Linked DNA regions of Pelodiscus sinensis: region 1 is linked to region 2. A link is a contact called in public Hi-C data. All regions are on one chromosome and are shown on one strand. Each heading gives the region's core, a stretch centred on a gene start, on an enhancer-like site or on the middle of the called end of the contact. The rest is flanking DNA. Distances are from core to core; before and after follow the strand shown. Region 1 holds the start of PIGA (phosphatidylinositol glycan anchor biosynthesis class A). Region 2 holds the start of PIR (pirin).

Region 1 (5,599 bases), core at 175-2,674, 140 kb before region 2:
GACTCCAGAAGCCGCAGTGGCTCTGCCAGCCCCACACAGGACTACTGCTGCTTCTGGCCTCGTGCAGGCTGGGAGCTAGTAGCCCCACACAAGGCTGGAAGCAGTCCACCCCCATTTAATCCGTTAATTGGTTAAGCTTAACATTTAACCGGTTAACTAATTAAACAGGATTTTACATCCCTAGACCCCACTAGAGATGTCAATGTGTAGTCGACTATGATTAACTGATAAGTCTCATCTTATTGGTTAATTTTGTCAACTACTATCATTACCTCCACCCCTGCTGCATCAGAGGCAACAGGAGGTGTGGGGGGAAGAGGAGAACCAGCTGCTCTGTGCTGATGCCTCTATCAAAGGCAGCAGCTGCGGGGTTGGGCAAGGGGAGAGGAGACTGCTTTGCATCTTCTGGTGCAGTCTCTCTGTTCATGGGGGGGGGGGACTGAGCTCCACAAGGATAGGGGCTACTACCACTCTACACTGCTCCCTGGGAGTGGAACCAGGAGCACAATGGCTGCCAGTGAACACTTTTCACAAAGTGATCACTCTATATCTGACTTACCAGTCCTTGAGCTCAAAAGAAACCTACACAACACCTTCAAAAGATAAGCCTAGACATTTAAATTAATAATTTTACTAGGCACCAAAGAACATTGACCAAATGGGAAACACTGCATGTACGGCTTATTACAACAACCTGATACCCAATAATGCCTCCTTTGTGTCCTAAAGCTACAGGATACTGAGATGCCACTTCTTTGGATGCAGTCCCTTAAAATATAAATAAACTATTTATGCTCAACAATGTATTGACCCTGGTATTTAGCCGTGACCCTCTGAGTGCCTTTCCCAGACCTGAAAAAGAGCCGTGTGCAGCTGGAAAGACTGACTCTGGCACCGACAGAAAATGATCCAACAAAAAAACGTGCCTCATGCACCTGCTCCTACCGCCCTGCCCAGGGCTCGCACGGGGCGGCAAGGCCCAGTTTATTTGCCTCTTTGGAACCCACGAATCACTAACAGAGCGGCCAGGGGCAGCAGGGCACCGGGGAGCGGCCCGTGACCCGCAGGCTGCGCGCGCTGCAGGGTTTGTTGGGGGCTCTTGCAGCCAGCGGGGCCCAGGGGGATTCCCAGCAGCAGCGGCCCCAGCGCAGCCCCCCAGGCCCGGGGCCGCCTCCCAGGACAGGCGCGGGAGCAGGGCCCGGCTGTCGGGGGGGGGGGAGGGGCAGGGGATGTCAGTGGGTGACGCGGGCAGTCCCGGCCCGAAGGGGGGGGGGCGATTAGGGTCACTCACGTACCTGCCACGCGCGGCCGCCGGCTGGGCCCACCCATTTCCCGGCAGGAGAGAACTTCCCGGTTCTGCCCGTCACCTAGACAACCGCCCCGCCCCCTCGCCGCATCCCCGACGCTCCGCCTCCACGCACGGCCGCGCAGCCAACCAACGGAAGGGGCAGCGTCAAGTCACGTGGGGCAGAGCAACCAATCAGACGCAGCAGTTTGGTTGAACGTCAGGACCCTGCTGGGGCGGGGGGGGGAGGGCGTCGCTGACATGCTGAGGGGGCCGAGCCCACCTAGCCCCTTTAACCCTTTCCTTCCCCTAGTTCTGTCTGAGGGCCGCTTACACCCCTAGTGCGAACACAGGCTACCAAGCGCCGGGCCCGCCGTGCGTGTGCGGCTGCGCAGCCTTCCACAGTCCCACGTGGTACAGCAGCGGAGTCCCACCTATGGAACTCTCTGCTGGCCTGTGCTCGTGGGCGTGCAGGCGGGAGCAGGGCGGGCCAGGGCTGGCCCTACATGAAGCGAACTGAGGCCTTAGGTGCCAGAATGGGGGGGAGGGGGGGCACTAGGACCCAGAGTGTAGAAAATTGTGTCTGCTGCTGGTGCATGTGGATTCTCTCTGCTCTAGATGCGGAGCTGGTGGAGTGCTGTGCTGGAGCAGGGAGGGCACCAGAGACCTTTCAAAGTTTTGGCCCAAGTGAGGGGGCCATGAGGGCATCATTTGAGCTCCCTGCTTCGGGTGCCAAAATGTTGTGGGCCAGCTCTGGGGTGTGCTTGGCAGTCAGGTACAGAAGGCATGTGCCTCAAGGTGCCAGTGCTAAAGGGGGGGTCATTATGACTGTGAAAGTATATGCCACATGAGGGGTTGGGGCTGCAGATGCTGTGCTGGGTCACATGAAATGTAAGTCCAGCCCAGGCCAGAAGGGCTGGTTACTATCTGGGGCAGGGGTTCTCTGGACACCTTATTGGTGGCTTCGAAAGAGTGGTGACCTGTAGTTGCTCGTGGCTGCTCCCACACTTTTCCTAAAGTCTTTAATTAATTTCAGAGGGGAAACTCCCTGATGTCGCTCAGGACCAAATTTACATCCCCCCCTCCTCCTGCCGCAATCCCCAACCTGGAATTTTATATCTACTACCTAAGATACACAAACCTGGAAATCCCAGACGATCCATCATCTCAAGCATCGACACACTTACAATAGGATTATCTGGGTATAGTGACTCTTTCTTCAGACCCTATGCTGCCAGCACTCCTAGCTGTCTTCGAGACACCACCGACTTCCTGAAGAAACTACACAAAATCAATTATCTTCCTCAAAACACCATCCTGGCCGCTATGGACATAGAAGCTCTTTCCCCAACATTCCACATGAACACAGATTACAGACTGTCAGGAACACCATCCCCTAAGACAGAACTGCGCACCTAATTACAGAGCTATGTGACTTTTCCTTACCCACACCTACTTCTGATTTGGAGACAATTTGTATCTTCAATCAGTGGCACATTGATGGGCACCCACATGGCACCACAATATGCCAACGTTTTTATGGCTGACCTTGAACAACATTTCCTTAGCTCTCACCCCTTAGCACCTTTACTCTACTTGTGCTACATGGATGACAACTTCAGCATATGGACCCACGGGAAAGAAACCCTTGAAGAATTTCACAGGGATTTCAACAACTTCCACCCTACCATCAACCTCAGCCTGGATCAGTCCACACGAGAGCTCCACTTCCTTGATACTACAGTACAATTCAATCATGGAAAAATTTCCACTGCCCTATAACAGAAACCTACCAACCACTACACATACCTTTATGCCTCTAGCTTTCATCCAAGACACATTTCTCAATCTATTGTATACAGCCAACCCCTAAAATAGAACCGGATATGCTCCAATCCCAAAGATAGAGACCAACACCTACAGGATCTATAGAGAGCATTCATAAAACTGAAATACCTACCCGGAGAACTGAAAAAACAGATCAACGGAGCCAAAAGAGTACCCAGACATGAACTACTTGAAGACAAGCCCAAATGAGAAAGCAATAGAATTACACACGTCATCACCTACAGTGTACAACTTAAACCCCTCCAACACATTATCAAAAATCTACAACATATTCTGGAAAATGAGTCCTCACTCTCAGAGGCCTTGGGCGAAAGGCCAATCCTCGCTTATAGACAACCCCCTAACCTCAAACAAATTCTTTCTAGTAACCAAAAGAATCATCCTGAGGTTAGGTGGTTGTCTGTAGGGTTGTACCAACAACCACAGGACATACCACACTAATACCAATCCTGGAACTTTTCCTTACAACAAACCCCGTTGCCAGCTTTGTCCACATATTTACTCTGCTGACACCATTATTGGACCTAACCAAATCAGTTATAAGATCAAGAACACATATTCCTGCTCATCCAGAAATATAATTTATGTCATCATGTGCTGACAGTGTCCGTCTGCTATGTACATTGGACAAACGTCTCAGACGCTTTGCCAAAGAATCAATGCACACAAAACAGATATCAGACAGTATCACAAAGAAAAAACAGTTTCTTGCCATTTCAACCAGAAAGGACATTGTCTCAACGACTTGATTACCTGCATACTGCTTCAAAGACATTTTAACACTAAACTTGAAAGAGAAACCTCTGAACTGTCATTCATGCTTAAATTTGACACTTTACGCCAGGGTGTTAACAAAGACACTAATTATCTTACCCATTACAAAGATAGCTTCCCCAGTTATCACCTCTAATATCATTAGCGCACAACATTTACCTTCCCCCATCCCCCTTCTGTTCTGAAATTTGATTTGTCCTTTTTATATGTGTTCTCTTTTTTTGACTGTATCCCTTTGGTATATATGGTCATGCCTATTTTCTTCCACAATTTGATCTGAGGAAGTGGGTCTGGCCCATGAAAGCTAATCACCTAATAAACCATCTTGTTAGTCTTTAAAGTGCTACATAGTCCTGTTTTTTGTTTCAGCTAGACTAGACTAACACGGCTACATCTCTATCACTATATACATGTTTTGTTAGTCTTTAAGGTGCTACTAGTCTATTGTTGTTTTTTAAGTGTTTACTTAATTAGTGTTAGGAGGAGAAAAAACAGCTAAATAGGCACACGTCTCTGCTAAATAGTAAGTCTGATTTGAAAAGTGATATTAAGTGATATGAGTATCACTTTTCACAGCAGGCTTACTCAGCCCTAGCAAGCTGGGGACAGATTAAGCCCAGGATTAGGGAGGTAGTGGGGAACTGGAGTCGGAAGTCCCAGGAGTTGGAGCTCAAAAAAATGTCCTGCAAGTTATAGGACTCATAGTAGAATCCCAAGAGATGGCAAAATGGATGTTCATTTCTGATGCCACTAGTCATATACCCTGGAGTAAACTACTACCAAACAGCCCATAGCACCACCATCCAAGGCCAGCATAGATTAAATTTAACCAAACTACTGCATCTTGCCAAATATGCTGACATTTGAAGTCCCTAGGGCTAGTCTGTTCTTATTCAAATATCTATGTGCAGATGACACGGCAAGATGACAGGTTGCAATGCCAATATGCCTCTAACCTGCAGATGTCTATATCCTTCTAACCGAAGACATTAATGGGTCATAAATAGCATAGTTCCTGGCAGGATGAAAACTAGCTGCCTTAAATTCAGGGGAAACTGAAGTAATGCCAATAGAAAGAGGTAATCGTTTTAAGGTTCTGTTCAGCACCAACACCTCATTATAGCTCCAGTATTACGTTAATATGCAGCCTTGGAATCATGCTGATCCTGGAGAATCACTAGCTATCAAGAAAATTCCTAATCTTCTTTAGGTGTCAGCTGGCCACAGGAGTTTATATATCACCTCTGGGAGTATTGCAGTTCTTTCAGTCTCAGCCTGAGAAAATTTACAGTGAAATGACATCTGGCATACAATGCAGCACCCTAAGTGAAATGGGCTGAAGACTGTATATTGTTATGCACTGCAAGCTGCAGCTGACTCCTTGACACTACCAGATCCAAAAGATGCCACTCAGGAATCTGGCACTGAGTCACAAAAGCCTTTGGCGGATAGTCCCATGTTCTCTCAGAGATGTTTTTTTCTTCAGGAAGCTGCCATAACAGCTATGATCATTGGACCCTCTATATTTATCTGAGCACTGGACAGGAGGTAGAGCCTTTACCACAGCTGGTCCAAGATGCTGGAATGGCCTTTCAAAAGAAGAGTATGCTGGCTAAGTTTACCTGCCTTCATCCCTATCTGTTAACTACTAATAAATTTGGCATCTTGATTGTGTAATGCTGGCAAGCAGAA
Region 2 (6,190 bases), core at 1,723-4,222:
GATTCTGTTAATGGGAGCTATGGGTGTGGAGCCGCCAGTGAGGGCAGTGCAGGAACAGAGTTTTCTGGCACTTATGGTGACATGGCTCCTGCCCAGGGGAGGGAGGAATGGCAGCGCAGGGAGCCACCTCCTCCTTTCACCTGCCAGTTCAGGGCTAACTCAGAACACAGGGGCTTTAGTGGCTACACCCCAGGGCTCCAAAGTAAGTGGACCCCCTTTAGTCCAGGGCTGCTTCCCCTAAAGTGTCTGTCTTAATTTGGCCCTGATCTCAACTGTTGTATCACCACACAAGGATAAAGAGGTAGGCTATAGGATAGTACATATCCAAACCATACAGAACTTTACTGAGAACCACCAAAGCCAACACCATGAATTGTACTCAGAGGCAAACCTGAATCAAGTGTGAGCTCTGGAAAGCAGAGCACAAAAATAACATGCTACCTACATAAAGATACTTTCGGAAAAAGGCCTGTGTGGACATTGAAGAGGGAGTTTTTTCGAAAGAAGAGGAAAGAGGAAAAAGCACAGGTGCCCTGATGGCCATTCCGTCCACAGTAATCACAGCTTAAATGCGAGATCGCATCCATTCAATGTGGACACTATCTTTTGAAAAAGCAGATCAGTTTTTTGATGCGCTTTGGCGGTGTGAGCGTTCTCTTTCGGAAGAAGTTTTTTCAGAAGATCTCTTCGGGAAAAGCTTCTTCCGAAAGAAGCCTGCAGCCTGCAGCCATAATTTTTAGTGTTCATCTAATGTTCATTGTACCAATCCAGCACTGAACCTAAGACACAGATAACTGATAACTCTATATGTGAAAGAGAAGGTCACTATTTCCAAGACAAATAGTGGCACAACTGCCACTCAATTATTTAATACCAGACATGGTCTCCAACAGGACCCCTACTTTTCTTCTTATACTGACAAGAGCATGAAAATCTCTAGCTTAAAATGTAAAGGAGGCAGGTATCAAGGCTCCTGTTTTCTCTAGAGATCTTCACAGCATCAATTCCATCATCTGTGGTTGAGCATCAACAGTGGCCCCTTATCCAAATCCCAAAATCACATCACAGCCAGAGTATCAGGAAAGCCCTGACACAGGACTGGGGGACCTACCATTCATTGATGGTGTTATTTCTTCCTGCTGCTGTAGGAGGCTAATGCATTATGGATGGGCTTTGTTTTTCGTATATCCACCAACCAACATTTCAATCAGGTAATGCTCATCATTCAGCATCACATCAAATCTCTTTGGGTGGAGAGGGAAGTGTAGAGCATACCTCAGGCCGGCCAATGCTCCTCCGAACACGTGCCCCAACCCCTTCCGCCTGCTCAATGCTGAGTACAGTTTTGATAACTTTCCTCAGAGTTGTCATCCTTCCTTCAGAAAGAAGATGCAGTTTCCAAGACTTCAAAAATCTGCACAGGGAATAAATAAGATTTTTAAATGTTGTCTCTTGGGAAATAAAAAAATCAAAAGCACACCCTCCCCCGCCCACACACACATACACCCCACACAAGCTCACAAAGCCCAAAACATTAACTGCAAATGAAGATATAAATACTATGAGTTTTGGTTTTACTTTAAATCTGCAAACAACCAGCACGTTGCCAGTAGCAAAAACCAAAACAATAGAAGGGGTTTCCATTTACTTAAGCAAAAGAGTTCGTTTTTTCCATCAAAGGAAAGTTGTACCTCAGGTACCCTATGAACTACCCCACAGCAGAGTACCTTGCTGCTCCCTATTTGTGCGGGATCTCAATGCCTGCAAACCACCGGTTGCTTTTCATTTAACTCCCTCTGTTCTGCACTTCACAGTAACTAACTCAGCATGAGTCAGCACAAAGCATCCCGTCTCCTAGCAAATAAAATGGGCGAGTCACATATTTGGAGGGGGGGGGGGCAGCTTGGGGTAGGGCAGTGTCAGGGAAGTATGCTACAGTCAGTCAGGCTTTACCATGCTAATACTTGTGTGGTATGATTCCCCCAGTGTGCACACAATCGCACAGGCTTATTGTGGCACTCAGCGCTAGTCACAAACACGCAACTAGACTCAGGGATCAATGGACGCAGTGACAGCAGCACACGCAGAATCGCACGCTCACAAATGACACAATCAGAGCCCGCGGTCACACACACACACACACACACACACAGACGACACGATCAGACACGTGTTCTGAGCCACACACACACACACACACACACTGAAATAATGCAATCACAAATACACACACACACACACGACACGATCAGACACGTGTTCTGAGCCACACACACACACACACTGAAATAATGCAATCACAAATACCCACACACACACACACACACACACACACTGAAATAATGCAATCACAAATACACACACACACACACACGACACGATCAGACACGTGTTCTGAGCCACACACACACACACTGAAATAATGCAATCACAAATACCCACACACACACACACACACACACACACACTGAAATAATGCAATCACAAATACCCACACACACACACACACACACACACACTGAAATAATGCAATCACAAATACCCACACACACACACACACACACACACTGAAATAATGCAATCACAAATACCCACACACACACACACACACACACTGAAATAATGCAATCACAAATACACACACACACACACACACACACACACGACACGATCAGACACGTGTTCTGAGCCACACACACACACACTGAAATAATGCAATCACAAATACCCACACACACACACACACACACACACACTGAAATAATGCAATCACAAATACACACACACACACACACACACACACACACACACACACACACACTGAAATAATGCAATCACAAATACACACACACACACACACACACGAGGCAATCCCAGATTTCGCACGCGCTGTGCGATTTTTCGCGCTGCCCACCGGAGAGGGGCTCCCTTGACGCCCCCGAGCTAGTGCTCCGCCTCCCCCTCCCCGCTCCAGAAAGGGGCGGGGCGTGAACGCAGTTGCCTATTGGCTGAAGGGGGCGGGGCCGAGCCGCCGGGGGCTGGGTGGGAGCTGTGACCTATTCGGCGCCTATTTGGCTCCTACTCCTGTGAGTTCGGGGCCGAGCCCCGGTGTGTCCCGGGAAGCCGCAGCACCCGGGCAGAGGCTGGGGGGCTGGTGTCCTAGCCCGGGCCGCTCCCTCTGCTTCTCTGAAGGAGCAGGGGGAGCAAATGCAAATCTCGCCGTGACGCCCTGCACCAAGGCCAGCCAGAGGGAGGCGGCAGGGAACCTGGCGCTGCGACTGCCCCCCAGGCCCTGCGTGCTAGTGCGATAGGTGGCGTGTGTGTCCCACGGGCGGCTGCTAAGGCGCCGCCTCTTTGAAAACTCGTAATTGGCTGGTCACTGTTGCAATGGTAAAAAATGTGTGTTGGGAACATTGTAACGTCGTAAGGGCCCCCAGGTGATGTTATTTTTTCTCAAAGCTCAGAGCTGGGACCTTATGAAAGTCAGGGTTCATTTTGGTCAATTTCGTGGTCACAAGGGTGGTTTTTTAAATCATAAATGTCATGGTCTGGGATTTCTAAATCTGCACTATCATGGTGTTGTAACCTTAGGGGTGCTGGCCCCAAAGGGTAGTGTGCGGCGGGAGGGGGAGGGAGGGAGCTCCAAAACTGTGGTAGGGAGGGCATGACATGGGCACGTGTAGTTCTGCGTCGTTGCTGGAGGCAGTGTTGCCTTTAGAGCTGGACAGCCAAAGAGCGCACCAGCAGCAGCATAAAAGTGAGGGTCACATTCCATGGAATATGTGTGTGGGTGGGGGGCAATCCTTTTTAGAGAAAAAATGCATGTGTTCCATAATTTGCATTTCACCACTTAATAGGATCATCAAGCTGGAAGGGAAAACAAAGGGGGAATAAACACCCCTAGTCTCTTTCTCTGTGTTTAGTTGATTGACTGTGCCTGAAGTGAACAAACTAGTTTGGTCATTGAACTCTGCAGGAGGGGTCCTGCCTGAGGAATTGGTCAGTAATCTGTTAGAATGTGGTAGAAATTTTGTTTGAATCAAATATAGTTTGTTAAATTAGGTACTAGTAAGCATCTTTATTCCTGCAACTATTCCTGATTTTTATTCCTCATTGCTTGCACTCACTTAAAATCTATTTTTCATAGTTAATAAATTTAATTTATTGTTTTATCTAATCCAGAGCGTTTAAAATGAAGTTTCTGAATAACTTTTCAAGTTGGCATGTTTTCCCTCAAAGATATAATTGGAATATTTATGTTGTCTAGGGGTACTAGCGTTATTTTGAAATAACTTAGTCCATATCTACACAACAAGCAGTTATTTTGAAATAATGTCAAAATACTGCAAGCTAGAGGACTTCTTACTCCGACTCCCGTAACCCTCATTGTATGAGGAGTAAGGGAAGTCGGAGGAAGAGTGCTCTATTTCAAAATAAGTGCTGTGTAGACACTCCCAGTTTCGAAATAAGCTATTTCAAAATAAGCTACTCAATTGACGTACCTCAATTTGTGTAGCTTATTTCAAGAGGATTGGGTAATACAGGACATGCTGCTGTGGAAGAAATCTGGGGCTGAAGGTGTTTTAGAGTCATCGTAATATAACCAGGGCTGATGAGAGCCAGAGTATAACCTATGTGTGGGTGCAATTACATACAGACACTTACGGCACATTTATACCTGGCAGAAGATCAGTGCCCAAAAGGTCAATTTTCTAGCATTAGATTTAGAGGGTCTAATATAGACCCATAAATCGAACGTTGAGGGCAGCCCCCTCTGGCATCTGGTGGTACTCCTTCTGCGAGGGGTAAGGGAAGCCAATGGGAGTGTTTGCCTGTGCCAGTGGGGTCTGGCCTGTACCATGGTATGTCACACAAGCTGAAATCAAAACTGGAAATGTCAGTCTAACTGCATATTTCTGTTCCATACTTGTGTGCTGCTACTGCAAGAGACAACTCAACCAATCCCAAATTCTGAAGTAGAAGCTATTTGTATTCTCAGTTTACTAAGACAGTGTTTTATAACCAATGGGTTATACAGAATATAGGGCATATCAAGTTATTGGAAATTATATCAGGATCTAAAGGAAAACAATGATCACTCCCTTCTCCTTGCGTACCCTTCTCCATCAAGGAGAAGCAGTGTCTGGACATCTCTCCAAAGATGCACAGAGGCCTGATGTACACTAGAAAATGAGGTTGGAATAATTATACTGAGCAAGGGTGTGAAACATCTATGCCCCTGAATGATAAACCAATTTCTTTCCCCCTAGGACACCACAAGGTTGATGGAAGAATTCTGTAGCCATTGCACTGTAGACGAGCCCAAATAAATCACTTATATAGCCTTAGCCTTGTTATTTTTTATGCATTTTTTTTAACTCTTACAGTAAATGTTATGGGAGTGAAACGTAGCAAAAGTTCTGACTTAGAAAAAGGGGTTACCACTATGGAAATTACTTCCCAGAGACAGTGTGGTCTAGTGAACAGAGTTGTGGATGGATAATCAGAAGGTCTGCGTGCTATTCCTGGCTCTGCCAGTGGCCTGCCGGGTGACCTTTGGCAAATCACTTCACCTCTTTGTGCTTAGATAAGAATACCCAACGAAAGTGCTGTAGAACATCTAGGAATTACTAATTTCCATTGAGATCAGTTGGAATTCTACCATTCAAATTGAAGCCAGTAAGGGGCCCATAGTATTTGCCATATTCTTATTTAGTTATTTTACATTAGAGAAAAAGACATAAAAGTAAATATAACATTGTATATAAGAAACAGGTTTCAGGATGTTACGAACCAGTGACAATAAAAACAAGAAAATAACCATTTCAAATAGATACCACATTCTGCTTATGTTCAAACTTTCCTGTTTTTCTTCTTCCTTTTTTCCTATGTCTACTCCAAAATTTTTCAAGTGAAAGGTTATAGCGTGGCAAACAAAAGAAACCAAGAACCCTGGAAAAACACCAAAAAGCCTCTCACTTCACTTATTGGCTAAAAAGAAATAAAGGACAGAGAAGAGGAAAATATGTTTTCAAGAACTGAATTTTATGAATGGAATCTTTGTGTATGGTACCATTCTGTGCCTATATTTGCTACTGACAATGAATTTCTGATGAAGGCAGCAACATGTCAGGCAAGTACAATGGGATAGTACCTGTTATTGCCAGGAAGCAGCTCCCATTATTTGGTA

What was found. A called contact is a pair of places that touch in the nucleus more often than the background predicts.
Region 1: a Hi-C map of blood shows a contact between it and region 2, with 2.7 times the contacts expected there. The contact joins the promoter of PIGA here to the promoter of PIR in region 2. A contact is called at or near these places in 2 of 5 Hi-C or Micro-C datasets (blood and an unstated tissue).

What each region holds. Positions count from the first base shown.
Region 1 is chr1:211,887,489-211,893,087 of ASM4963464v1, reverse strand. PIGA (phosphatidylinositol glycan anchor biosynthesis class A) reads right to left here and starts at 1,424. Exons shown (of 8, transcript XM_075914375.1): 1 at 1,296-1,424.
Region 2 is chr1:211,750,131-211,756,320 of ASM4963464v1, reverse strand. PIR (pirin) reads right to left here and starts at 2,972. Exons shown (of 10, transcript XM_075914348.1): 1 at 2,915-2,972; 2 at 1,276-1,414. The coding sequence starts at 1,371.